Linked DNA regions of Mus musculus: regions 1, 3, 4 and 5 are each linked to region 2. The links are chromatin contacts, called in public promoter capture Hi-C maps. All regions are on one chromosome and are shown on one strand. The core of a region is the stretch at or near the end of the contact, and the rest is flanking DNA. Distances in the headings are between cores, read along the strand shown. Region 1 holds the start of Thap11 (THAP domain containing 11). Region 2 holds the start of Lrrc29 (leucine rich repeat containing 29). Region 3 holds the start of Edc4 (enhancer of mRNA decapping 4). Region 4 holds the start of Terb1 (telomere repeat binding bouquet formation protein 1). Region 5 holds the start of Psmb10 (proteasome (prosome, macropain) subunit, beta type 10).

Region 1 (5,038 bases), core at 307-2,806, 530 kb after region 2:
AGTCCCTACTTTCAACTTACTAGATATTATTTGAATGTCCATGAGTATGTTAAAGGCTATTTATGTACTGAAGGTAGAGTCAAATTGAGTATCTTCTTTAATGCTTTGTGGGTTTGAATCAATGTGATTCTTCCTCACAAGTTAAAAAGCCAGGCATGAGCAGGGCAGTGGTGGCACAGGCCTTTAATCCCAGCACTTAGGAGGCAGAGGCAGGCTGATTTCTGAGTTCGAGGCCAGCTTGGTCTATAGAGGGAGTTTCAGGACAGCAAGGACTACACAGAGAAAACCTGTCTTGAAAAACCAAAAATAAATAAATAAAAAAAATACCAAGCATTGTGTCCCATGCCTATAATGGCAGTGCTAGAGGTGCATCCCTGCAGCTAACTGGCCAGCCAGCCTAAAATGAAAAGGCCAGCCGGCGTGGTGGCATACGCCTTTAATCCCAGCACTTGGGAGGCAGAGGCAGGTGGATTTCTGAGTTCGAGGCCAGCCTGGTCTACAGAGTGAGTTCCAGGACAGCCAGGGCTACACAGAGAAATCCTGTCTCAAAAAAAAAAAAAAAAAAAGAAAAAAGAAAAGGCCAAGGGCCTTGAGGAATGAATGATACCCAGAAATTGACACTCACTGGCACACATATGAACATGCATAAATGCAAACATTACTCCCCCACTCTCACACATGATATATGTATAAACATATCTCCCATTACTTTGAATGTTTTTAAAATTAATAAATGTGAAAAATATTATACGATATTTATATATTGGTTTGTTTGGTTGGTTTTTGTTTTTTGTTTTTTTTTCGAGACAGGGTTTCTCTGTGTAGCCCTGGCTGTCCTGGAACTCACTCTTTAGACCAGGCTGGCCGCGAACTCAGAAATCTGCCTCCGCCTCTGCCTCCTAAGTGCTGGGATTAATGGCGTGTGCCACCAATTGCCTTGAATGTGTTTTCCCTTCACTGTCTGGCACATTGTAAGCAGCTAGTAGGGACATGGTTTAGGTCAGTGAGTCCATCCATGTAAGAGGTAGCTGAGAGTCGGGAGAGTGCTCCCAATATAAGAAATTGACTCCAGAAGTTCTTCTGGGAGGACTCGGGTTTCCTCTAGGCTAAAGAATGCAGTCCACTCCAAGGTACTGGGGGTCGGGGGTGGGGTGGGGTGGGGTGTTTTTTATAGCAAGCTGCAGAACCTCATTCAAATCCTGGTCTGCAGGAACTCCACCTCTCCTTTAGGAGGCGCTGCAGCCCGCGGCCGCACCAAAACGTTCTTCTGAGGCATCATGGAACTTGTAGTCTTTGTGTTCTTATACCCAGAGCGCTTGCGCTCACCAGGCACGCGCCCGGTACCATCAGGATTCCGGATCCTTGTGAAGGGTAGCCCATGCCATAACGTTCCATTCGAATACATTTTTACCTTTCGCTTAGGACGAGCTTCATCTGGAAAATAATCGACTCTGAACAGGATATCGCGGTGTCCAGGAAAGCCGCCGGAATAAGCCCGCCCCATCCCGGAAGTGAGAGGCTTCTGGCGCAGTGCATTGTGGGGGGCGTAGTCCTCCTTTCCAGGCGGTCCTTCGCGGCGTCCCCCGGGCCGACTCCGAAGCGCAGGCGGACGGCCGGGTGGGTAGCGCGGCGCGGGCGGTCCGCAACCATATTCTGGGCACGGGGCCTCGGCCCGGGACGACTGCGCCGGGCGGCAATAGTGAGAGGCCTCTGAGAGCCTCGCGCGGCGCCGCCCGTCGAGGAGCTGAGACAGGGGCCAGACCCGGCCGTCGAAGAGCTCGAGAGGCCGGTGGGCCGGGCCGCGCGTCGCAGCCATGCCTGGCTTTACGTGCTGCGTTCCGGGCTGCTACAACAATTCACACCGGGACAAGGCGCTGCACTTCTACACGTTTCCCAAGGACGCTGAGTTGCGGCGCCTCTGGCTCAAGAACGTGTCCCGTGCTGGCGTCAGTGGGTGCTTCTCCACCTTCCAACCCACCACCGGCCACCGTCTCTGCAGCGTCCACTTTCAGGGCGGCCGCAAGACCTACACGGTGCGCGTTCCCACCATTTTCCCGCTGCGTGGCGTCAATGAGCGCAAAGTAGCTCGGAGACCTGCGGGAGCTGCGGCAGCCCGCCGTAGGCAGCAGCAGCAGCAACAACAACAGCAGCAGCAGCAACAGCAGCAGCTGCAACAGCAGCAGCCGTCTCCGTCCTCCTCCACTGCCCAGACCACCCAGTTGCAGCCGAACCTGGTGTCTGCCTCTGCAGCTGTGCTTCTTACGCTTCAGGCCGCCGTAGACAGCAACCAGGCTCCGGGATCCGTGGTTCCCGTGTCCACGACTCCCTCGGGAGATGATGTGAAGCCCATCGACCTCACAGTGCAAGTCGAGTTTGCAGCTGCTGAAGGGGCAGCCGCCGCTGCCGCCGCCTCAGAGCTAGAGGCTGCTACGGCTGGGCTGGAGGCCGCTGAGTGCACTCTGGGCCCTCAGCTGGTGGTGGTAGGGGAAGAGGGCTTCCCTGACACTGGCTCTGACCACTCGTACTCCTTGTCCTCGGGTACCACGGAGGAGGAGCTCCTGCGCAAGCTGAACGAGCAGCGGGACATCTTGGCCCTGATGGAAGTGAAGATGAAGGAGATGAAGGGTAGCATCCGCCATCTGCGTCTCACCGAGGCCAAGCTCCGTGAAGAACTTCGAGAGAAGGATCGTCTGCTTGCCATGGCTGTCATCCGTAAGAAGCACGGCATGTGAATGGTTCCCCCCAGAAACCTGCAGAATTCGTGACTCCTTCCAGCCCAAGGAATCCTCAGGCAAATGTTGTACTCCCCAGTATTCCTGTTGACAGTGCCGAGGTTTAGGACAGCGGGACTCCAGTTGGTCAGTTGGCACCTTCTTTCGTCTCCTCGTGAAGTAAGAGTTGGGGACTTCAGAATCTGGTGACACCAGCAGTTATGACTTTGTCTCTCACTCCCCAGTTTATGTTGCAGATTCTGGTTATACACAGGCTTCAGAACCACTGAACTTGGAACTTACCCTGGAGGGGGTGCAGATGGAACTCTTAAGGGACTGTGGGTTTGAGGAAACCACTTCTTCAGGTTGGCCAGCAATCAGAGACAGCTTTGCTGTGTGTAGTGATAAGAGATCTCAGTAACATCGTTTCTCCTTTCCATGCTACCCGGTTCAGGTGCAGTCTGTGATTCTGATGGGGACTAGCTGATCTGTGCCTCTGTCTCTTAGGACCTCTCTACCCAGAAGGTCATTTATGAGAGGGCTCTGGGTGACTTGCTGATGGAGATCCAGCTCACCAGGGACTTAGGTTTATCTCGTTATGTTTGCTACTGGTTACAAATTCTATTTTCTGTACAATTAGACTGAAGTTTTCACTGTTTGGCAAAACAAATTAAACAAAAAAGTAAGGTTTTTATTTGGGTTTCGACTTTTTTTTTTTAATTAAAGCTAAGTGTCCTTGAAATGTGGGGATATAGATAGGTATTGGCCTATTTGAAAGAACAGGCTAGCCCAGAAAGTAGAGATGCTTTAAACAACTGGACCCGGTTTCTCCATAAAGCACATAGATCTTCATAAAGTCCCTTGTTCAGGTCACTCCGAAGAGTTTGGAAGCTGCACGAAAGGCCTTGGTTTGTCCATCATTGTTTCTCTGGATTGTTGTGTATGTGTACATACATCAATGTGTGTAGGAAGGGGGTGCCTGCCAGAGGTTCTATACAGCCCTTTCTTTTTCTGGAGACAGGGTCTACTTGGGGTTGGCGACTTAGCTGATTGGTAGAGCACTTGCCTAGCAAGCACAAAAAGCCCTGGGTTCAGCCCTCAGTTCTGGAAAGGGCAGGTGGGGTGGGGCGGGTGGGGCGGGGTGTCTTCTCACTTGCTTGGGTCTCACCCAGAGATAGGCCACATGGTCAGCTAGTGAGTCTCAGGGAATCTGTGTGTGTGCCTCTCAGTGCTAGGATTACAAGTTTGCATCACCATGCCTATGTTTTGTTTTTTTTGTATTACATGGGTTCTATGGGTATGCTTGCAAGGGAAGCACTTTCCCAACTCAACTATCTTCCCATCCCTTCCCTTGACTTTTTAAGCCAAAAGGTGAAAAGGAAATGGGAATTGATTTGTTCCTCTAGATTCTTTTTTTTTTCCTTTGGTTTTTTTACGAGACGGTTTTTCTCTGTATAGCCCTGGCTGTCCTGGAACTCACTCTGTAGACCAGGCTGGCCTCGAACTCAGAAATCAGCCTGCCTCTGCCTCCCGAGTGCTGGGATTAAAGGCGTGTGCCACCATGCCCAGAGTTCATCTAGATTCTTGATAGTTTTTTTTCCTTTAGGAGTGGTGGGGAAGGGTTGAAACAGGGTCTCTCTCTGTAGCCCTGGGTAGTCTGGAACTCACTTGGTAGGCCAGGCTGGCCTCAAACTCAGAGATGTACCTGTCTCTGACTGAGATTAAAAGTGTGCACCACCATGCTGGGCTTAATTTCGTTCTTGAATTCTCATCTACAGTTGAAGTTTGTTTACTATCTCACCTCTTGGGACGTGTAGTGTCTGGAACACATGTGGATGTAATTAACAAACCAGTGAAGTCCAGAGCTAGAAGCAGCCTCGGCTCTTTCAGGCACCAGCGACTTGTTACAGATACATTCATTCCCGTATACCTTCATTGTGAAAGAGGTAGGTGAGCAGAGGGCATTAAGGAATTGGTTTGTAATCCCTACACTGGTTTGGCTGCCTCAGTTTTTAGATTGGACATTGGACAGGTAAGATGGCATTTTTATCTGTAGTTGTAAGTAATTCAGCTCAAAGCTAATGGGGAGACCTGAGTGACTTTTTTTGTTTTTTCGAGACAGGGTTTCTCTGTATAGCCCTGGCTGTTCTGGAATTCACTTTGTAGACCAGGCTGGCCTCAAACTCAGAAATCCAACTGCCTCTGCCTCCCAAGTGCTGGGATTAAAGGTATGTGCCACCCACGCCCAGCAGGATGTACTCTTTAACTATTGATTCATCTTTGTAGCTCTGTAGATGCCTTTTAACATTACCTGTTTCTGTGACTGT
Region 2 (5,577 bases), core at 1,434-3,933:
CCAAAACTCATACCCAGTTTAGTAGAAACAGCCCGAGCACTGGGGCTACACAAACCTGGTCCAAGTTCCCTTTGGCTAGCTGACTTTCTTGAGCCTTGGTTTTTTTTGTTTGTTTGTTTTTTGTTTTGTTTTGTTTTTTTTGTCTGTAAAATGGCAACTGTTGTGAGATTTAAAAAGGTTCTTGTGGGAAGTTACAAAATAGCATTTTTCCCGCACATCTAGACCACAGGGTTTCACTATGTAACCCAGGCTGTCCTGGAACATGCTGTGTACTAGACTGGCTTCCATGTGGCACAGCCATTCTCCTGCTTTAGCTACAACTCTATCTCATGTGATGGGATTGTGAGCATGAGCCATGATGAGCAGCTTTGGGACCCCTACTCTCTTCCCATCTTCTCCATTATCAGCTTGTTTTCTCAGCCAGCTTAAGGTAGGACGACACAACAAACTTGGGAGACTCAACTCTTCCCTCCCACAGTGCTCAATGAGTCTGTAGGTGGTGAGGTTGGTGGGGCTCTGTCTGGAGTGAGAAAAGGGTCACTTGGGAGGCCAGGAACAACTTCCTATTAACTGCCTTTTTCTTCTAGAATCTTCCCTCGTTGAGTCCTATGACAATGTTTTCTAGGCTTTTACCATTCTTCTGAATTTTCATGATTTTCAATGTTAATCTCTTGATTTTCAGTTTATTTGCATAAGAATACTCAACAATTTAATAGCTTTACGTTGTCCTATTAACCAAGCATTAGTCTAGTACAATTGTCTTTGGGGTCCTCTACTCAAATAGTTATCAACCTTAATGTCATTAAGTGGTTTTTGCCCTCAGTCCAATTTTACCCTTTAATGCCGACTGCTCTCCCAATCTGAGGTCCCTAGTGACACTTGGACTTTAATGCCAACTGCACTCTCAATCTGAGGTCCCTAGTGACATTTGGGCTCATGTTCTTCTATTCTCTACTCACAAAGCTGACGGTTTAGACAAGGCTAACCCAGACTTCCCCGATCCCAGCTCTACTGGAGAAAGTTACCCAAGAGAGTAACCATTAGAGGCATGTGACTTCTCTCAGCTTCCGTGTCTGAAGTATATGAAGATGTGAAGGCATTTTAAAACCACCTAGATCAGTTCTTCAGGGACTGGATGGCTGTTAGCAGCATTTCTACCTTTGCAACATCACCATATTAATAGCTCCAAATTTTATCCAATGGAGCTAGATTCCTTTTACAGTTTCCTTCTATGTTCAGCCTTGCTAATCCATATATAGTCCAGTTTCAGTGCCCCTCGTGAAAAACCTGGGTTCACCACTAATCTCACAGTCCAGACCTCCATGCCTGGTTGGGCCTGCTGCTCCCAGAACACCCCCAGCCCATCCTCACTACCAACACAGCATCTCTTTTCCCGTATGTGGGGCTCTTTCTGCAAAGTCCTTCTACAGTGACTTCACTAGCCCCGCTGTGTTTTCTCCTTTCTTCTCAGATGCTAAGTACATACGCAGTACTCACCCAGTATTTACTGGACTAAAGATAGTCCTTTGCCTCTACTTTCACCAAAGGTTTGCTCAGGGAAGGGGTGGGGGATAAAGGAGATTACTATTCAGAGGAAAATGACTAGGACCAGAGAGGAGAGACATGAGGAAGAGTATGGATGGGACTGGGATGACTAAGCCCCCATCCCTAGGGGGCTAAGAGGGAAGACTGGACTAAGAGAGTGGCTGACCTATCTTCTGAATGATCAACCCTGGGAGCCATGCTAAAGGACAACATGTCTTAATGGAAAGGATCATACATAATTCATTATCCTGAGAAATGCCTTTCTAGCACTAGAGGAGTAGAGATAGGGGTGGAGTGGTCATCCCATGAGAGCACCCCAAAAGATTACTACTACTGGTAACCCATGGGGTTTACAGGGATGAATAGATACCTTCTGGGGCCAAAAGGGAATAGGATGTCACGACTCAAGGGAAAAGGCCTGACTTCCTAGGGCAACGAGAGGGGGTTGCCAACCCTCAGGGCAAAATGGATAGAGAAGCCATTTCAAAAAAGGTGCAAGACACAAAGCCTGCATCTGTATCTCCTTGCCCCTGGCTAAAGGAACAAACACCCCATGGGGTTGAATAATACAGGGGCAGCCATCACTAGGGGTCTAGAATGAGGAGCAGGCTTGTCTTACATTAAGGACATTGGGTATGGTCCCCAGAACTAGGGGGCGGGAGCAGTCTATTTCCAACTGCGAGGACGGTGGGGGAGGGGTGGAGGAAATGGAACGACCATTCCAAGGGGCCAATGGGGATAAAATTGATTACCCTTCAGGGACGGTGGAGCGGACATCTTCTAGAACTGAGGGGGAGGGAACGGCCATCTCAAGGGAAAGGGATGGGCAGTGAGTCCGTCCTCATTGAGGTGACAGAGCAGCCATCTTCTGGGGCCAATGGGTAAAGAGGGAATGGTATCCCAACCGAAGGGGTCGAAGTGGCCCCAAAGAGGACCGTTACCCAGAGTTTTCAGGTCGTGGGATCCGCCGGGCGGCTCGTTTCCGCCTGGCGGGAGGTGCCGGGCGAGCTGTCAGATAGCCTTTCCCCAAAGCTCGGGACCCCGAAGGCGGGGCCTGTCCCCGACCAAGGCCTGAAGGACCGCTCGCTTCCTCTCACCTCCAGAGGCAGCGAGTCCGCCATCGCAGTTCTGCCGTCTCCGCCCCCACGCAAGGTTTTCTGGGAAGTGTAGTCCCACCGACTCAGGGGGCGGGGCTTCGGAAGGAAATGAAATCCACTTCCGCCCAGGAGCGAACGATTGCGCTCTTTACCGGAAGTGCATGTGCTGCCGATGTGGTGTCTACTGACTGCAGTTCCAGTTACTCGCCCTTGTTTCAGTGGCTGGGTGTCTGCTGCGCACCATGGCGGTAAGGGACAAGGCGTGGTCTGCACCGGCAAAGCTTTCCCGATGTTGGGAAAGTAAAAACAGAAGGGCTCGAAGGCATAAGGCACTGGGCCAGAGAGGGGCGCCACCCAATGGACTGTGCTAGACCGAACGGGATGCGGGGAGAGTGGCCGTGCAGGACTACACCAGGACTAGTGTTGGAGGCTAGGGCGGGCGCGGGCGAGGGTAGTTGCCAGTTCCAGATCTAAACCACTACCCCAGAGGGACGCCATTAAGTTCCGCTGGAGTTTTCCCGGAGAGGATCTCAACCCAAAGCTGAACCTTACGAGGAAAGCCAAAGAAGATACTAACGTAATTTGAATTGTTTTGGGGTGAGCATTAGGCGATCATAACTGGGGGTACAGTAAAGTCGGTGTCCTAACTATATTAGGAAGATGGACTAGAGGAGTGGTCGGTATCTCAGGGATTGCTAGGGTTGACAAAGCACGCTAAGGACTTGGCTGCGGGGTAGATAAAGCTGCAGGTAACCAGGCTGGTACAGGGAGTGAGGAGGACTGAGGCAAAACAGCTCTGACAGCATCTCACCAACCCTCCGCAGCCCAAAGGAAAAGTGGGTACCAGAGGGAAGAAACAGATATTTGAAGAGAACAAAGAAACTCTCAAGTTTTACCTTCGGATCATACTGGGAGCCAACGTAAGTTGCTTGCCTTGTGCTTTCTCTGCCCTCTCATTCCTATCTGATTAGGAGCGCTGGCAAATGACAGCCAAGGCTCCAAAAGAGAACGTTGTAAAGAAATGAAGCCAGGCAGACACCAGCCTGTAATCCCTGCACCAGGGAGGCTCAGGCAGAAAGATGGGCGGTTTGAAGTTAGCTTTGAGTAACAAAGAAATCCTATCTCAAAAAAAAAAATTAAAAATAAAAATAAAAAGGGGTGATGGGGTTAATAAGTGAAGCTGGCCATAGTGGCATATAACTGTATTTCTAGCTATTTGGAAGACTGAGGTCAGAGTGTTGAGTGGTAACCAGAGCCCCACAGAAAGACTGAAGTCTCATTCGAGAGAGTGAGAGCAGGTGTAGCGCCGTGGTGGAGCCCTTGGCTAGGCTCTGCCAGCATCGCCAGCAAACACTGCCCTCCTCCCCCCAAAGTATCCAGGGACTGAGTGGTCAGAGCACTTGTCGCTCTTACAGAGGACCTCGGTTCCACTCCAGGGGCACCACATGGTAGCTCGAAACCTTCTCATTGAGTGGATCCAATGCCCTCTTGTGACCTCTATGGTACCAGGCACAGCGTCAGGCACATGGTGCACATAGATACATTGCAGGCAAAAACACTCATACATGTAAAATGTATTTTAATTTTAAACCATTTAAAAAAAAAAAGTAGCCAGGCACAGAAGAAATATGAACTAGACATAGAAGCAAAACATGAAGAAATGAAGGGGAAACAAAGCAAAACAACAATAAATAAATAAAAAGTCCCAGCTGAGATTTGTTATACTGAGGCCATACCAAGCTTATACATGTTATACTAAGGCTACTCTTCCTGGACAGATATGAGTCTAAGCGCTATCTGACTCAGAAAGCAGAGGTCTTCCACCACCAGGTTTCTTCCTCCTAGTCTGGCCCAGTTCTCGGTCAGAGTTGAGGAAAGCCCATAATTTGCGGGGTGGGGGGCTGGCCTTCAGCCCTAACCTGATCGTGTTTGTGTGCTTGCAGGCCATCTACTGCCTTGTAACCTTGGTCTTCTTCTATTCCTCTGCCTCATTCTGGGCCTGGGTAAGTATCCTGGGAAAGGAGTGTGCACGCGCGCGCCCGTGCATGAATGGTCAGTGGTGCCAGCCTGTGACATTCTCACTCTTGTCCTACAGATGGCCCTGGGCTTTAGCTTGGCCGTGTACGGGGCCAGCTACCACTCTATGAGCTCGATGGCTCGGGCATCCTTCTCTGAGGATGGGTCCTTGATGGATGGTGGCATGGACCTCAACATGGAGCAGGGCATGGCAGAGTGAGTGTCCCCCATCGCCAGCTCAGGTGAGCGGCCCCAGGGCTGGGGCGCTGGGGCCCACACAGCCCAAGACTCACAACTAAACAGTGTGGAAGGGGCAGGCCTTAGGGCCAACATACCATCCTTGGCAGCCTCCCTTTATCCCGCAGGCACCTTAAGGATGTGATCCTACTGACAGCCATTGTTCAGGTGCTCAGCTGTTTCTCCCTCTACATCTGGTCCTTCTGGCTTCTGGTACGTGGGCTGGAGTGCTGGGCCTCCCCACTGCTCACCAGTCTTTGCGAGTGGCCTCACGTGGTCTTTTCTCTCCTAGGCTCCAGGCCGGGCCCTTTACCTTTTGTGGGTAAACGTGCTGGGCCCCTGGTTCACAGCAGACAGTGGAGCCCCTGCACCAGAGCTCAATGAGAAACGACAACGCCGACAGGAGCGGCGGCAGATGAAAAGGTTATAGCATCCTTAACTGAGGCTGTAGGCTGCTGGGCACTGGTTGGCTCTGTTATGCTGCGTGGCCCCATGCCTGGAGCAGTGAGGGCCTAGTTTAAGGGCCAAAGCAGCCTGGATTATAGGATCACTAAATAAATAGTTTCGAATGTGGCTAACGGCCGTGTGGGTGATGATGCACGAAGCAGAAAGAATTTTAGTCTCGGGATGCTCCTGTCTTGGCTCAGCAAGGCAGAGATCTTTAAAGAAGAGAAAGGCTCTT
Region 3 (5,183 bases), core at 1,592-4,091, 550 kb after region 2:
TGCTGGTCATTCCCCATCCTATTCCAATGCCTTATAAAATTCTGATCCTCTTGTGAAATTTGTGTGTGTTGTATTTATTTGTTTGGGGGAGCCGGGCTTATTTGCTAGTTTGTTTTTTTGTTTTTTGTTTTTAAGATTAATTATTCATTTAATGTGTGTGAGTACACTGTAGCTGTCTTCAGACACACCAGAACAGGGTATCGGATCCCATTATAGATGGTTGTGAGCCACCACGTGGTTGCTGAGAATTGAACTCGGGACTTCTGGAAGAGCAGTCAGTGCTCTTAACCACTGAGCCATCTCTCCAGCCCTGGTTTGCTTGTTTTAAATAGCCTTGTCATATACACACTGACAGGAGGTATGTGCCACTGGGCCCAATGTGAACTCAGTTTTAAAATGTAAACCATTTATCAGTAGTTTCTTCTGATTGGGATAAATTAATAAATAATAGTGTTTCAAGATTCCTTAAAATTTTTGATCACTTCTGCCCTGAGACATTGAGCTAAAAGACAGGCAAGTCCTCTGCTCTGCTGCCTAGCTAAGTGGTAAAGTGTGCTGCCTTTCAATATACATGTGAGTAGCCATTTATTGACACCTATGTGACCAGCAGTTTCCCACATAGTAATTCACGTTCACAAATACCTATTCTGTACTGGAATTCAGTGTTAAGATAATTAGTACCTGATCCCTAGGTTGTACTACCATTAAACATCCTTTCCGTTCCTTAGCCCCTTCACTGAATCTGTTCTTTCTCCCTTCGTACAGGCTGATGAAGATCCCATCATGGGTTTCCACCAGATGTTTCTATTAAAGAACATCAACGATGCTTGGGTTTGCACCAATGACATGTTCAGGCTTGCCCTGCACAACTTCGGCTGACCTCCTCCTGGCCACAGTCACGCTGTTTCCTCCTCCCTCTTCCCAATCCTAGCTCACTCCTCCAGATGCTCCAAATATCATACACAAACGAGCAGGGCCGAGGCGGGAGCGGGTGCAGGGCGCTTCTGTCACCACGGTGTTGTGCATGATGTTTGGATGCTAGACTAGTCGCATCTGACAGGAAGTTTGTGTTGTACCAGCGCATGCCTTGGAAAGACTTAAGTAATGCAAACGATTGTCGGGTTTTGTTTTTGTTTTATTTTTTGTTTTGTTTTGTTTTTTTAATCTACTGACAAGTTGCTCTAGTAACCCAAAGAAGTGAAGGAGAAAGCAGCTGCCTCACCAACCGCCCAGATATTGATTTGTTCAGATGTTTCAATGCCTCATGATACAATAAAACCACAAAAATTTTCTTAACAGTTTAAATTGTTTTAATTAGTTAAGTAGTTGGCTGGGCATCAACAGTTCCAGCCCATTGTCTCACTTTCCCCACCCCCATCTGCCTCACCTCAACAGAACCTACTGCAAGGAGCAGATTCACTCAAGTGGCTAAGCTCGCATGTCTGCGGGCCGGGGCAGAGTTCTCTCCAGCCCCAGGGTTTTGGAACGCAGGCCTGGCCTGAAGCTTCTCTTGGACTGAAGGCTCTTCAGTCAGCTCTGTCTGATACCACCTGTGGCCTCTGCTCTGTAGATTTGGGTCTAGTAGCAGGGTAGATATTCTGTAGCAGCTAGAAAGGCCTTAGCAAATATGGCTTCCCATATTTATACCCTCTGGGTTGAAGTCCTAAATGTAGGGGCCTGCTCTATACCCAAAATAAGTGACATGCAGATGCCCACATTCCCCAAGCAAAGCGAGAGATGCTGTGCTGCCTGCTTGGGATATCAGAGCCAGGCGCCATTAGGTGGAGTATAAATTCCACACTGGAAGGAAGCAGTGTGAAGGAGTGCTCTAACTCTCCCCTCAAGACCTGTGCAGGGCATTTACACACCATCTTCCTACTTTCCACATACCCCATACACTCTTCAAATCCCAGGAAATCTTAACTAGTATGGCAGTTTCTGCCCTGTTTCTTAGTCTGGGCACAGGTCTTGCTCAGTACCGATATAGCTTTTCATCCTTGAGACCTCTGGATAGTATAAAGCTACTAAAATAGCAACTGCAAGCTAGAACCAAGCCCAGGATTTGGGGTTTAGGATTGGCTAGGCACACCTGAACATGCCCTTCTCCCTGCTCTCCTGCATTGTGAGGGGAGAGTAAAGATTTCCACATACTCCACAGGTTGCCTGGTTAGACCAGCATAGTCCTGGACGCTACACAGAAGGTTCCAGTGGGATTGATCTCTAGCTGCTGTGTATTGGGGGAAGTAGGGGTGGGAGAGAGGTAGATGCCAGCTGCCTCTTAATCCACCCTGTATAAAATCTGCAATACAGCTTCTTCCATGTACCTGTGCCTGAAATGTCTGCAATAAAGAGGTGTTTGTAAACTATGGTCTCTTTATTCCTAACGTGAAGTTACCGTGTGGGACAAGGGGTTACTGGGGACAGTTGGTAACAATGACAGTTTTGGGGGTAGAAACTATCTCCCTTGCCCTTGCATCTCCTGGGGCTAATGACCTCGAAGATGTCTTGGTCTTGCTTACTCCTAAGCGGGGGAACAGACCCTTACCAGTTCACCTTATTTAAGGTCTGAAAAGTTACTACCTGAGTGGTAAAGTTGGCTTTGTTGTACCATTATCCAGTTCATCAGAATGGCCTAGGACCTGGGTTAGATCTCCAGAGATGGTAGGGTTTTAGGCAGTCCAATGCTGAGTACATTTACTCTTTCTCAGTCTTGTGAAGTTTAGCCACTACTGGGCTAGCCAGGAGCAAGCAGCCTACGGAGGCTGCCTCTGATAGGAACTGGGGCTCCTTGAGCTCGGAACCTTTCTTCTGCGGTAGTTGTAGGTTCCGGGAGCGAAGGTCAGTGGGACCGGAAGTGGAGGCGGTTGGTGGGGTTGGCAGGGCTCACGGACGCAGTCCGGGCGGCGGTTTGCGAACTGCGGCTAGGTTTTGTGTAGTGCTCTGTCTCCTCTCTAGCGGGGTCGTGGCTGGGCGAAATTGGACACTGCGGAGGTAGAGGAACTAACGTCGGGCGAGCAGGACTCTCGTGGCTGGGCCCATGGCCTCCTGCGCGAGCATCGACATTGAGGACGCCACGCAGCATCTGCGGGACATACTCAAACTGGACCGGCCCGCCGGAGGTGAGCCGGGATGGGGTGTGTAGGCTCTTAGCGAAGTGGTGGACGTATGGCGTGGATCTGAACCGTTTTCGGGTGCCATAGGCTCCATTAGCCAGACTCGGGATCCTCCGGTTTGATTGCGGAGGACAGGAATTGGAGTCATGGATGATCCCTGGGTATATCCAGAGAATGGCGCAGACCCCTGGGTGTTACCCCTCCCCATCCTATGCCAGACCATTCTGCCTTGTTCTTAAGTGTTTTGGCTGAAGGTATGGCGCTCTCCTCGGAATCCACTCAATCCATCTGGTTTCCTTGCCTCCAAATTTCAGTGCTTTGAGAACTGGCCCCGTATCCCTCCTCGCCAGGGTTCAGAGGCCTGGTGCAGTGTCGGTTTAGCGAGTTCTAGGCCTAGAATTAAGTGATCTGCTGAAGAGCCTCTGTGCCCACCCTGCAACTTGGCTTCCCCCCAAAAGTGTATACTCCCAGGCCAGGTGTTGCTCTGAAAACGATTTTCTGGCAAAAGGTGGACAACCCCAAAAGCATGTTTCTCCTGGATTGAAGGCAGATCACAGACAGGCTCTGATGAGGTTAGATTAGGTTCCAAACGTCAGCAAGCCCATATGTTCCCAATTCATTCGAGTTTTACTTAGGCTCCCAGTATCCTCCTTGGGGCTACTCTTCCCAGATGAGAGTTCCCAGGACAGAAGGCCACCAGCATTGTAATATAATGTTATTGTAAAAGGATGGTCAGGGTACTTTGATGGGAATGGGGAAATAACGGTGAGGGAGATAGAGGGCTGGTTTGAGAGGAGACTGTTAGGGCTAGTTTGGATACTATAGACAGGAGATTGAATACCAGGAAAAGTCCTCGAGGCACTTATGTGGAAGACACATATTACAAAAAGGAAATAGTATGTATAAAAATGAGATGTTTCCGTGCGATTCAGAGACGTTTGAACATTGAGGTGGTTGACCAGAGATAATGGTGTACATACTGAGAAGTGATTCTTTTCTCACACCTTTTATGCCTGCTGGTGGAACCCAGACTGCTAAAGCGGGCACTTGTACTCTCCAGTGGGTTCAGCTGAGACAGCCACAGATAATCCGTTTGCTGTCTGAGCCTCCTGGGCTTGTGCTTTCAGGGTGTGCTCCCTTGACTCATGAGGCGGTTAGTGCCTCTGATGCCCACGGTCAGCTGAGCAGACAACTGTGTACAGACTTTGTAGAGCCTGGCATGATTAGCTGTGTAGCCTAGGCCTTTTTATCCTCACCATAGACGGCTAGGAAGGGAGAGTAGCCAGCTCATCCCTGAGCAGCTAGAGTGGTTCTAGTCCTAGTGAGAGAGAAAGGGTCTTTCCATGTAATTCTTTTGTTTGGTGACCGGCACTTGATTTTTTGGTTGTTGTTGGTTTGGGTGTTCGTTTGTTTTTTAGGATAGGGTTTCTCTCTTTAGCCCCGGATGTCCTGGAACTTGCTCAGTGTAGTTTGTATAGGCTGGCCTCAAACTCAGAGATCTCCAGAGTGCTGAGATCAAAGGTGTGCACCGCTGCTGTCCAGCTGATGGTTTTCTTTTCAAGTAGCTTCTGCCTGTCTCTTCCTCGAAGGACTTATCAGACCTAAGACTGTCTTATGACTGAAAACTTGGTCTTTTCCTGAAGTGCCTTCTTGCTAGCGAGTTTGGGAAGTGGTATCTGAATTAGGGAGTTTTTAAACTTAGCCAAGAAGCCAAGCATAGTAGCATTCACTTGAGTCCCAGCACTTGGGAGGCAGAGGCAGAATTGTCAGCTGAAAGATACCTCAGGCTACGTGTTGAAGCCCAATCTCAATAAATAAGAAAATAAATAACTACATAAATGGAGACATAGCTCAGTGGTAGAGCAGTTGTCTAGCCTGTGCAAAGAAAGCCCTGAGTTTCATCCCTAGTACTACCTCATTCCCCCAAACAACAATAAAAACTGGCCTAGCAAGCAAGTGATGCCCAGGACTCAGTCCTCAGCACTAAGTGGGAGTGGGACCAGCCACTGCAAACATCTAAAATAATGTCATTCCTGATTCTATACCCCACCACATGCCCATAGCTTCTCT
Region 4 (5,065 bases), core at 816-3,315, 820 kb before region 2:
CTTGTCTTTTTCCCTTATATTTCATCTATAAGATAGGGCATTTTTAGTTAGATCAGCTTCTAAGAAATATTCTGGCCCATATGCTTGTTTCAACAGCACATATACTAAAATAGGAATGCTACAGAGAAGATTAGCACAGCTCCTTCATAGGAATGAGACACAAATTCATGAAGCAGTCCACTTGTTTAAAAAAATTTAAGGAATGAAATATTCTGGGCATGACGGTGCATGTCTGTAATATTCAGGCAGGAAAGGGAGTGGAAGAAGAGTCCTGAGTTTGAAGCCATTCTGAGCTACATTTAAAGTTCCAGAAAAGAAAGGGCAAGGGGCCGGGGGGGGGGGGGGGGGAGCAGGAGCTAAAAAAAAACTCTCTCAAAACCAACAAGCAAACAAACAAAACCCCTCACAAACTCAAGAGGGACAATCCCTGGGATCTACATTGTAAGCAAAAACAGACTCTCATTGGTTAACTTCTAACCACACATGTGCTAACCCGTACATGCATGCACATACATGTACATTCACATACACACACAAATAGATGTCATTAAAATAAATAAATAAATGTCATTTTCAAAAGGTTAAATAATTATAAAATGTCCCAGCACTTGGGAGGCAGAGGCAGGCAGGATTTCTGAGTTCAAGGCCAGCCTGGTCTACAGAATGAGTTCCAGGACAGCCTGGGCTACACAGAAAAACCCTGTCTCAGAAAAAAAAAAAAAATTACAAAATGATACTTAAAAATATAAAAATATTTTATATAATATTATAAAAATAGCTCACTTCCCAAGTCAAAAGTATGTTCCCACTCAAGCAATTACGAAATGTTTTCAGTAGTTTTGTGGGTACAAATCATCACTAACAATGAGATTGTAAATTTTTTTTACCCTGATCTCACGGGGCGGGGGTAAGTTTTTACATAACAGGACACACCATCCTTAAAGGGTTTACTTAATTTACTCTCCAAACCAACAAGGTCAGGTGCAAACGTTACTAGGAAGACTATTAGAGAACATAAATAAGAAAACTAGTTGATTAGTGTTCTGCACACCTCTTTCATCCTGGGTATGGGACTCAAGGTAGAGTCTATCATTAAACACTAGGTCAGCCCCTGAAATTCGCTACTCTAAAATTGGTCACATCAAAAGCTTTGTGGGGGGAAAAATTCTACATATCTCCCTTCCCCCAAGAGAGACAAAAATATCTTCCTGGGTGGGGCTGGCAGAGATGAAAATCCTAGCATTCACTTCCACTTGTAAGTTGTCCGTCCGCCTTGGAATCCTACACTGTGGAAGGCACCCTCTAACGGGAGCAGAAAGGCAAGCACGTAACGTGCACTATCAACTTTTCTGCTCCGAGTGTGACATAAGCCATTCAGGTCCCAGGGAATAGAGGGTCCCAGGAACCAGTTGCTGTACTGGATGGATAGGATATGGGGCGCACACCCTCACGGCTCGCCCGGGATTCCCAGCCTCCGGGTCCACCGTCTTTCCGTGGGTTATGGCTCCCTCGCTCTCGCTCCAGGCTCCGGAGGCCTGGCTCACCTAAAGAGCTGGAAGAAGGAACGCCTGTGAGGAGGGCAGGCAGGCCCACGACTTTCCTCTACTGCTCTCCGCGGGGCACCATGCACGCCTCCCGAGCCCGGCTCCGGCGGACCTCCCAGGAGCAATCGCCCAGTTCCCAGCGTCAGCTGCTGCTGGGCACGCGCTCCCGTCCTCTTCCTCCCAAACCGAATCCCCCGTGGGGGCCGCCGCTTTCCCCGCCCCGGGATCCCGGGGAGCAGCCCGGACGCACACAGCCGCCCGACTGGGCAGATGGGGACGACCTTTTCCCCCTCACAGGTCGTGGGCCTGGCGCCAGCTCAGGGAAGCCCCTGCCCTCAGCTCAATCCACCTCCTCAGGTGAGCCAGGGAAGCGGGCCACGCCCGCCACCACAGCTCCGCCCCAGGAGCCGACCACCGGAAGGCGGGAAGCCGAGACCTTGGCCTCTCCACCCTGGAACCCAGAGCCCCTGTCAGGCCCACACCAGCTCGTCCCTGTGGCAGCCTAGACCACGACGCCTGACTGGGTTTCCCACGCCCGCGCGCCAGCCAGGCTCACATCCGCTGGGCGGGACTTCCGGCCGCACACCTGTCCCACTGGGCTTAGCCCTTCGCAGCTGTAGAGCCATCAGTGGGCAGAAGGTGATCAGTGCGGGATGCCAGGTTTTAGATGGGAGAAAGTGACATGATGAGGGTAATATAACTTAGTATTTAGGACTTGCGTCTCGGAAGGGTCTTTGCTCCCTCCTTGACCTTGCCTGACGCCAGGCTTTCTTTGGTTGCACTGGGCATTCCGTTGACTGGACACCCTCCCTGGGTGAACTCCAAAATCCTTAGTTTTTGGTTCTGGCCAAGCCAGCTTCTCATTGAGTAGACCCAAGAGCCCAGAGCTCTGAGTCTTAAATGTGTTCAAGGTGTGCCCTATAATTTAGTCCTGTCATACGTCCCAACAGAACTCTTCCCATGGGAGTGTTGGGAGATGGAAGTACTGTCAGAGGGCAGTTCCTGCTCTGACAAAGTCACTTGATGACACAGCCAAGCAAGAATGATACAGGTTTTCAAGAAATAAAATCCCTATGAGCCCCCTCCCTCGCCTCTTGTCAGCTATAACCCAGGTTCTCACATAGGAGACTGCCTTTGAGAACTGTTCTATAGCAGGCAATTTAGGGCCTTAGGATAACGAATCACACACACACATTCGGCCTCCCAGTTTGGATTTCTAGTTTGTTACTTTTCCTCACCTTCAGGAACTTTCCTTCCCATCTAACAAGCTGCTAAATGCTATTATTCCAATATATTATTCAATAAAAAGAAATTTAGGGATGGGGCAAGCCCATAAAATTCAATACACAGGTATAGTGACAAACCTTTAGGTATATATAATGAATGACGACAGCACAAGGGAATGGTTTTGTCCTGATAAAGCTCCGAAATGCTTCTTTAAAAGTTCTACTTTAAATAAGTAATGATCTTAAAATGTCCACAGCTAAAATCCACATCTTAAGTTCATTAAGATAATTAATTTTTTACTCTTGTTAGTGAAACAGACATATCTACGATATGTAACTGTAAAATAGCAATCCAGCATTAACTAACTATACAAAGAGCTGGCTTTTGTTCTGTTTTCTCCCCATTCTCCCCACCATTCCAGACAACAAGACTATATTACAAATGAGAAAAACTTTTATTAAGGAAACAATTTAACTTCCGTCCTTTAACAGATTTTTACAAACCAAAGCACAATATGAAGACAATTACAGTTCCAACCATTAACATATTACACATGGTGCTTATTCTACAACTGGAAAGTTGCAGAAGTTTGTGACATACCACTATAAATATAAGTATTATTAAAAATTACGAATTGTTTGGTGATTATTTTGATAACTTCTTGAGCAGCAGCTCCTGTTGGAAAAAGGAGAGAAGTAAATGTTTGAAAAGAATAAATTTTAAGAGTTAAGTAATATATACCAGACTGGGCCTGACGGTGCATGCTTTTAATCCCAGTACTAAGGAGACAAAGACTGGTGGATCTCTGTGAGTTCAAAGCCAGCCTGCTCAACATAGTGTGTTCTAGGCTGGCCAAGGATATACAGTGAAGACACTTGTCTCAAAAAAAAAAAAAAAAAGAGTTGGGTGTGGTGGTAACGGATGACTCTATTCATCAGACTGGGGATGTAGAGGCAAGATGATTATGAGCTCATGGCCAGTCTGAGTTACAAATGGAATTGGAGGTCAGCCTGGTGTATATGAGATCTATGCTATATAGAATACACCACAGATACAGATGAGTACAAAAGACAAAACAAACAAAAAACATAAAGCCAAGCTGTTTAAAATCCCAAACAAACATATTTTGAGTCATAACAAAATAAAAGATAATAATTATTATTATTCAGGGTCAAACCCACACTGAATACTACAGAGCTCCTGTAAGGTACTTGAAACACAAAGAGACAGTGAAATTCCACCAAGAAAAAAAGAATCTTTTCTAAACTGAGGCAGCTTCTTTCTACATACTGAGGCTGTGGACTTAAACCTGTACTATCACCAAATCTCTCAGGCACCATAGATGTAGCAGAGGTGCAAGAAACAAAAAGATCTGCTGCTTGCTACCTTGGGTCTTTCTGTTTAACAGCAAGAGAAAGGATAGCTTACAAATAAATACAGCATATAGTATGTAGAAGACTTTGTGCTATGATAAAGAAGAAAAGAAGGACTAGTACAGAGGAATGGCTCATGTTTATATAGGGGAAGCCTCAGAGAATTACGTTCATAATCATAACAAAACACATAAAACTAAAGACCTACCTACACTCGTTAGGCCTCTCTGATTGTGTCTCTTAGAATCTGGCCTATGTAAATAAGTAATAATTTGCCCTTTCCTATGAATTTACTATTTAGACATGAAAGAATGATTTTATTTACATAAATTATCCAGAATCAGGCTTTAATTTGTGTTTGCTTAAAGTACAGTTTTCTTAGGACTCCATCACTAGCAGCATTCTGAACAGACTACTCCTCAAACTGGATCTGCCTTCAACGTCTAGAAAGGAATCGATCATAAGCACACAGCTCAGGCTATGGGAGGCAATAGGCAGGAGAGTCATTTTTAAAAAGGTATTATTTGCTTCATGTTTGTACTCCTTCTCCCTGTCATTAACATGTGGACACTCCGTGCAATGGTATTAGGTGGGGCTTCTGGGAAGTGATTAGAACCTGCACAAATAGATTCATGCCCTTATAAAGGAGATCCTGCAGGTTTCTTTTTATATGTGAGAGCAAAGTGAGAAAACCACCATGAATGAGACAGGCAGTGAGATCTCTACAGCCTCTCACTATGCTGGCATCTGAATCTTTGAAACCCGTAAGAAATACATTTCTGATGTTTATAAGGTCCAATCTATGGTACAGTTACAGTGTCTAACTAAACTAGAGCAAAGTGATAAAGGGAGTTTTATGAAAGAAATGGCAGGTTTTCACTGGGCCCTGAGGTGCAAAGACCTAGGGCATGTCTCAGGAAA
Region 5 (5,560 bases), core at 2,585-5,084, 610 kb after region 2:
AGCTTGAACCGGTGGAGAGAGGGTGCTTCTATATGCAGAGTTACAATGGTGAGTTGGCTTGAATTTTTCTAGGGCATCAAAGGCTTTGACAGGCTCAAGAATACCTCATTCTAAGCCCGGTGTGGTGGTGCACGCCTTTAATCCCAGCACTCTTCTTCACTGAGTGCCAGGAGGCAGAGGCAGGCAGATTTCTGAGTTCGAGGCCAACCTGGTCTACAAAGTGAGTTCCAGGACAGCCAGGGCTATACAGAGAAACCCTGTCTAGAAAAAACCAAAAAAAAAAAAAAATAATAATAATAATACCTCAGTCTAAAATGTGAAGCAGGTGAACGGGTAAATAAAGAACACAGATCAGATATGAGGAAATATGAATTATAAAGGCTGGTGGACATAGGGATGTTTACTAAACTAGCCCTTTCGCTTTACTATCGTATATACTATTTTTCATAATAAAGTCTTGGGGGAACAATCAGGGGCCAAGGGTGTCCAGCCTGGAGGAGAACCTCTCTAGAGAACGTGCCTTATCCATTCTGAAGCCCCAGTGGAGCTCAGCTACTCGCAGGGCAGGGTGTTTCTACCCAGAGGGCCTGGCACTCAGTGAAGAGACCTCGCTATGAAACATTAGCTGTGTCATCTTGCCCCGCAAGTCCACCACCCCTTTCAGCCCAGAGGACAGAGGCTATCTCCTTCCTCACAGTCCCACGTGTGTAGACAAAGCCCAGCTTCTCACAAGCTCACACATGTTCGGTCCTCTGAGGGCTGTCCTAAGTAGAGGAACTGTAGGTGGTGAGAGGTGCTTAGTGGGAACTTGTCAGGAAGTGGTTGCTCTATCAGCATTTTAGCCTCCTAAGGTCCCAGGGTAGCTGGTGGAAAAAGGTGGTTACTGATAAGAAAGGGAAAGGCTAACAGTGGGGATTGTCCATCGGGGTCTTCCAAGACAGGGTACTGGTGGGGTAAGTTTCTACCATATGGAACTATGGTTTGGGGATGACAGGATATAGCTTTCTACCCCAAAGCTTATAGTCCTGGGCTTCTGCACGGATAGATCCCTGAGGTGAGGAGGAGGAGGACCTCAGGCCAAGAACTGGGTCTGTCGTCCTTAGGTGAATACCTCAGCCACAAAACTCCTACAGATGCTTGGCTCACTCCTCTCAAGAAAGACACAGCCTTCTGTTTAAGTGTTTGTGTTTCCCGGATTTATTCACCCTCATTCCAAACTCTACATCTCAGGCCACTTCATTCCACCTCCATGGCCTGCACAGTTTCCTCAAGAAGTTCCAGGGTCAGGGGTCTCACTTCCCGGGTCAGGACAGGTGTGGTTCCAGGAGCAAATCGGTAACGGCCAGCTCTAGAAGGGAGGAGGGCCAGCCTTTTAGAATGCAGCCTGTCCATGCACACGTGTGAACACACACAGAGCCCTCCCTTCCTGTGCTCTTACCTCTGCACAGGCTCGGTGGGGGTGCTCAATGCTCTCTGCAGCTTGGCACCCCCTGCAGTGATCACACAGGCATCCACATTGCCCCCAGAGCCCAGGTCACTCAGGATCCCTGCTGTGATGGCTTCCACCAACAGCTCTTGCGCAGCCTCCAGCTGGGTAGTGGAAATGAGGTTAAATGGACCTAGTGTTACCACACTCTAACCAGGGGACTTGTTAATCTTGAAGTCTAGACAATTTGCTCTTTATGTAAGCTCAACCTCCTTTCTCTCCATCCATTGAAAATTCCAGTCCCTTGGCTTCTGACCCCCTCTCCTCCAAAACTGTGTGCCCTCCACTCACTGTCCTCTGTACAAACTTCTCAGTGTTGCTTACATGTACCCCCCCCCAAGTTGTCTTCCCACCCAGTCTGTCACGTGTTTCTCTCTGGGCCTTAGTTATCTCTGAAGCACATAGTCACTTACTTCTATCCCACTCCCAAGTCCAATCTCAAACATCATTTACCTCTTCCTTCAGTAATGATCCGTTGTGAGCTTCTGCTTCTCTCTGTGGTCTAAGCTTGGTTCCTGACTGGCCCTCCCATCTTCAACTTTACTCAGTCCCTACTCAGTTGTCCCCTTCACACCTACAAGCCTTTCTTATTTCTATACTTGGCTAGGGTTTTTCAGCACTCCCCGCCAGTGAGCATGAAGAAGTCGCTCACCGTCATGTTTGGCTGGAACCGGTCTTCCAACAGTGCCACGGCTGCACCCTGACCAGAGCCTGCAGGTGGGAAGGGGCATCCGAAGTCAGTTGTTAGCTGCGGAGGTACAAACCTTGAAGGTGGGGTTGCAGGAGCAGGATTCGTGTGATTTAAAGGGTGGAAGAGCTCACCAAGGGCAGTAAAGGGCAGACGGCTGTAGGAACCATGTGGGTGCACCTCGTAGAGCTGAGGTCCGTTCAAATCAACCCCGCCCACGACCAGTGATGCCCCCACGTGGCCTTGGTACCTGTGGAGGAGCAGGCAGGGTTAATGTTAGCAGACAGGCCCCGCCCATTACACTGCCTTTTGGTCTGAGTCCCACCCCTTCCTTTGGCCTGGCGTCCTGCAATTGACGCTGCCTCTTCCGGAACTCAGCTTGGTCTGTCTTCTTCCGGTCTCCCTGCAGGTCGCAGCCCCGCTCCCCCCCACTCCACGTCCCGCCTCCTGTCAACTCCACCCACCTGCAGATACCCCGTTTAGGGGTCATCTTAGCCCCACTTGCTCACCGGAAAAGCGTCTGGCGCAGGATACGGGTGACCGTGGCCACCCGAGGCTCACGGCCGGTGGACAGCGCATGTAGTTCCATCTTGGAAGCTGCCATCCGCGTAGTCATCTCAGTGTCCGCAGCTACTCCAGCCCCACAGCAGCTAAGGGACAAAGGGATGGTGGATGTGGACAGGGACGTGCAGGGACAAAGTAGGGAGTGAGCGACAGTGCAGCTTATGTTTGAATATGGGGACTGGTCCGGGGCATACTGACTAGATTTTAGGGGCGATGAAGTGGATCTTCTCGCAGCTTTTGTCCGCCACAACCGAATCGTTAGTGGCCCGCGTGTCCGCTCCCAGGATGACTCCATCCTGCAGAGGCAGAGCCCAGCCTTAATGCCCACCTGATCTCCGCAGTGGCTGCCCTTCTAGCCCTCCAGCCCTTATCACCCCGCTTACTCGGAACACAAGCCCCGCGATGGTAGTCCCGGTCTTGCGTGCATGAGGAACCCGAAGTCCCGGAAGGACGTGTTCCAAGGACGCATTCCTGGAAACATTGGGGTGACTCGCGTTTCAGTTCTGCATCAAGGGAGGGTCCCTGAACCGGTCCCCAAACCCATTTCTACTCATCTCCTGGCTTAAGCCCCTACTTGGTCACCCAACATAGGGTTCCCCCACTCCACCAATAAAACAAGGCACCAGCAGTTCGTGACTAGAACTCCACTCCCCTTTCACCTCTGGCAGTTCTCGAAAGAGAAGCCTCCTGTGGGTTCCACTGCCTGCTTCAGCATCTCGCAGGAAGGCCAAGTGAGAATGCGGGGGTCTCGATGAGTGGATCAGCCAGGGGGAGCAGAGGCGTCTGTCCTGGCTTCTGTGGGGTTTTTCCGGACGCTTCCTACTTTCGCTTTCACCCCCACCCTAGTTCAGAGGCTGTTGGCTGCTGTGTGCATCTTCTCTTTCACTTTCGTCTTTGCTGCTAGTCCCAGATAACTTGAGGAAGGGGCTATTACACTCCTTGCCAGACCTATGGTGCGCCTTAGATCCTCCATTCCCATCTCTGCTGACACCCCCTGAGCACTGCAGGCACATACATGTATTCAGGTAAAACACTCACACACATAACCCCTTAAAAGTAAGTAGAAATGAAGCCCTTGCAGGCTTAGTTATGTGTGTGAGTGAATGTGGTATGTGCATGCCACATGCCCACCAAGGTCAGAAGAGGGCATCAGATTCCCTGGAACTGAAGTTACAGATGATCATGAGCCACCATGTGGGCGTGCCACCACGTGGGCGTTGGGAACCAAACTCAGGTCCTCTCCAAGTGCAAAAAAATGCTCTTAACTTCTGAGTGCTTGCTCTCTCTCTCTCTCTAATGTCTCACATTAAATCTTCTTTAGATGAACTGTCTTTTCTTCAGATCCTAAACTTTTTTTTTGGGGGGGGGGGGCGCTTGAAAAACTGTTTTTCAGTGTAGTTGAGTGTAGCCCTGTCTGCCCTGGAATAAGCTCTGTAGACAAGGTTGGCCTGGATGAGAAGATTAAAGGCATGTGTACCACCACGTGGCCCTAATTTTTTAATTTTTTTATGGCTTATTTTATGTGCGTTGGTGTTTTGCCTGCATGTCTGTGTGAGGTGTCAGCTCCCCTAAAACTGGAGTTACAGACACTTGTGAGCAGCCATGTGGGTGCTGGGTATTGAACCAGGGTCCTCTGGAAAAACAGCTTCTTTCAACAGACGCTGAGCCATCTCTCTAGCCCCATTTATTTGTTTGTTTTTTCGAGACAGGTTTTCTCTGTATAGCTCCGGCTGTCATGGAATCCAAGTTCTTACATTAACAATCCCCAGCCCCAATATCTTAAATTCTATTTATTTGTTTGTGTTTTGGGGACAGAATCTCTGTGGTCTTGGCTGTCCTGGAACTGTGTGTATCAGAGTGGCCTACAGAGATCTGCCTGCCTCTGCCTCCCAAGTGTTGAGTTGAAGGCGTGCACCACCATGCTTTATTATAAATTTCTGTATCCAACCAGAACTCAAAAGTCGACTTCAAATCCTATTTCTCTGTGTCCCCATTCTAACAGCCATATACCCAGATCTGAATATTGTCCTGGGCCCCTAAGAAGGAAGCCACAGAGCAAGCTTCCTGAGCAGCTCAACTAGGACAATGAAAATCTATTTACATATCTCAAAGTCAGTCCAGTCTGGGGCCTTAGCAAAGCCCACTGAACCCCGTGTTCCCCTAAGCCCAGATCAAGCATGCATCAGCCAGGTGATGCAGGTTATCTAAGGAACCTAGTAGTGCCTTCCCCTTAACCCATAACAAACACCCTGCACTTATTTATAACAGCTAGGTCTTTATTCAGGGGGTGGGGGACTTGGGCTGGCAGCTGGCGACTTAGGAGTGCGGTAGGCACCCAGTAGGATGGCATTGATATGCTCCAGTGTCTTATTGCTGAAGACCATGTTGAGGTGATCTGTCTCGTTCATGGGCAGCAAATGTACGGGCTGCGACTGGCGGCCCTGCCACTGGCCACAGAGCTCAGTGCTGCGGGTGGCTACGGTGTCGTCCCCATCTTCATAGAGTGCAGCCACGGGGTCTTTGTAGGGGAAGTTGTGGTCATAGATGTAGGTGTGGGGTGTGGGTCTGCCCACACCGTAGAGACAATATACTTCTACACCAGGTGCGGGGAGGCGCTCCAGTAGGTCACGAGACTGAAGAAACATGTGCCAGCCTTCTTCAAAATGCAGATCTGTGAAAAAACGCTCAAAGTCTTGGACGGTGTAGTTGAAGTTTGGTGTGGAAATGAACACATGGTCTTCAGGCCACACGTGAGGGGCTGGGAGCATCCAGGGGGAAGTCGTGGTTATGCGCTGCTCCTCTTTCAGCTTTATGTTGGACAG

The links. Promoter capture Hi-C pulls out the DNA fragments that hold promoters and counts their contacts. Capture Hi-C pulls out chosen DNA fragments and counts their contacts.
Region 1: a promoter capture Hi-C map of second pharyngeal arch cranial neural crest shows a contact between it and region 2. The contact joins the promoter of Thap11 here to the promoter of Lrrc29 in region 2. A contact is called at or near these places in 5 of 39 promoter capture datasets (the HPC-7 cell line, liver, maxillary cranial neural crest and 2 more), 1 of 484 Hi-C or Micro-C datasets (embryonic stem cells) and 2 of 115 datasets of contacts at active chromatin or transcription factors (astrocytes and extraembryonic endoderm stem cells).
Region 3: a contact with region 2 is called in a promoter capture Hi-C map of liver, with 4 times the contacts expected there. The contact joins the promoter of Edc4 here to the promoter of Lrrc29 in region 2. A contact is called at or near these places in 2 of 39 promoter capture datasets (both in liver) and 1 of 115 datasets of contacts at active chromatin or transcription factors (extraembryonic endoderm stem cells).
Region 4: a contact with region 2 is called in a promoter capture Hi-C map of liver. The contact joins the promoter of Terb1 here to the promoter of Lrrc29 in region 2. A contact is called at or near these places in 3 of 39 promoter capture datasets (cranial neural crest, hippocampal neurons and stem cell-derived epiblast-like cells) and 1 of 9 other capture datasets (liver).
Region 5: a promoter capture Hi-C map of liver shows a contact between it and region 2, with 2.3 times the contacts expected there. The contact joins the promoter of Psmb10 here to the promoter of Lrrc29 in region 2. A contact is called at or near these places in 8 of 39 promoter capture datasets (embryonic stem cells, fetal liver, hippocampal neurons and 4 more) and 1 of 9 other capture datasets (adipose tissue).

The regions. Positions count from the first base shown.
Region 1 is chr8:105,853,547-105,858,584 of GRCm38.p6, forward strand. Thap11 (THAP domain containing 11) reads left to right here and starts at 1,557. Exons shown (of 1, transcript NM_021513.2): 1 at 1,557-3,404. The coding sequence starts at 1,815. The coding sequence ends at 2,732. It also overlaps a transcript of Cenpt not described here.
Region 2 is chr8:105,323,585-105,329,161 of GRCm38.p6, forward strand. It overlaps Lrrc29 (leucine rich repeat containing 29), which reads right to left and starts at 2,684. Exons shown (of 7, transcript NM_001368408.1): 1 at 2,643-2,684. The coding sequence starts at 2,666. Tmem208 (transmembrane protein 208) reads left to right here and starts at 2,793. Exons shown (of 6, transcript NM_025486.3): 1 at 2,793-2,890; 2 at 3,467-3,562; 3 at 4,586-4,645; 4 at 4,738-4,874; 5 at 5,024-5,108; 6 at 5,188-5,473. The coding sequence starts at 2,885. The coding sequence ends at 5,325. It overlaps Fhod1 (formin homology 2 domain containing 1), which reads right to left. Exons shown (of 22, transcript NM_177699.4): 22 at 5,576-5,577.
Region 3 is chr8:105,878,040-105,883,222 of GRCm38.p6, forward strand. Edc4 (enhancer of mRNA decapping 4) reads left to right here and starts at 2,842. Exons shown (of 29, transcript NM_001301100.1): 1 at 2,842-3,119. The coding sequence starts at 3,038. Nutf2 (nuclear transport factor 2) reads left to right here. Exons shown (of 5, transcript NM_026532.4): 5 at 766-2,363. The coding sequence ends at 879.
Region 4 is chr8:104,507,822-104,512,886 of GRCm38.p6, forward strand. It overlaps Terb1 (telomere repeat binding bouquet formation protein 1), which reads right to left and starts at 2,066. Exons shown (of 20, transcript NM_180958.3): 1 at 1,981-2,066; 2 at 1,446-1,552; 3 at 1-25. It overlaps Nae1 (NEDD8 activating enzyme E1 subunit 1), which reads right to left. Exons shown (of 20, transcript NM_144931.3): 20 at 3,207-3,446. The coding sequence ends at 3,337. It overlaps Gm22148 (a small nuclear RNA gene), which reads left to right and starts at 81; the gene lies at 81-187.
Region 5 is chr8:105,934,558-105,940,117 of GRCm38.p6, forward strand. Psmb10 (proteasome (prosome, macropain) subunit, beta type 10) reads right to left here and starts at 3,835. Exons shown (of 8, transcript NM_013640.3): 1 at 3,398-3,835; 2 at 3,122-3,209; 3 at 2,937-3,034; 4 at 2,684-2,824; 5 at 2,309-2,424; 6 at 2,139-2,197; 7 at 1,439-1,590; 8 at 1,171-1,348. The coding sequence starts at 3,453. The coding sequence ends at 1,237. It overlaps Lcat (lecithin cholesterol acyltransferase), which reads right to left. Exons shown (of 6, transcript NM_008490.2): 6 at 4,994-5,560. The coding sequence ends at 5,015.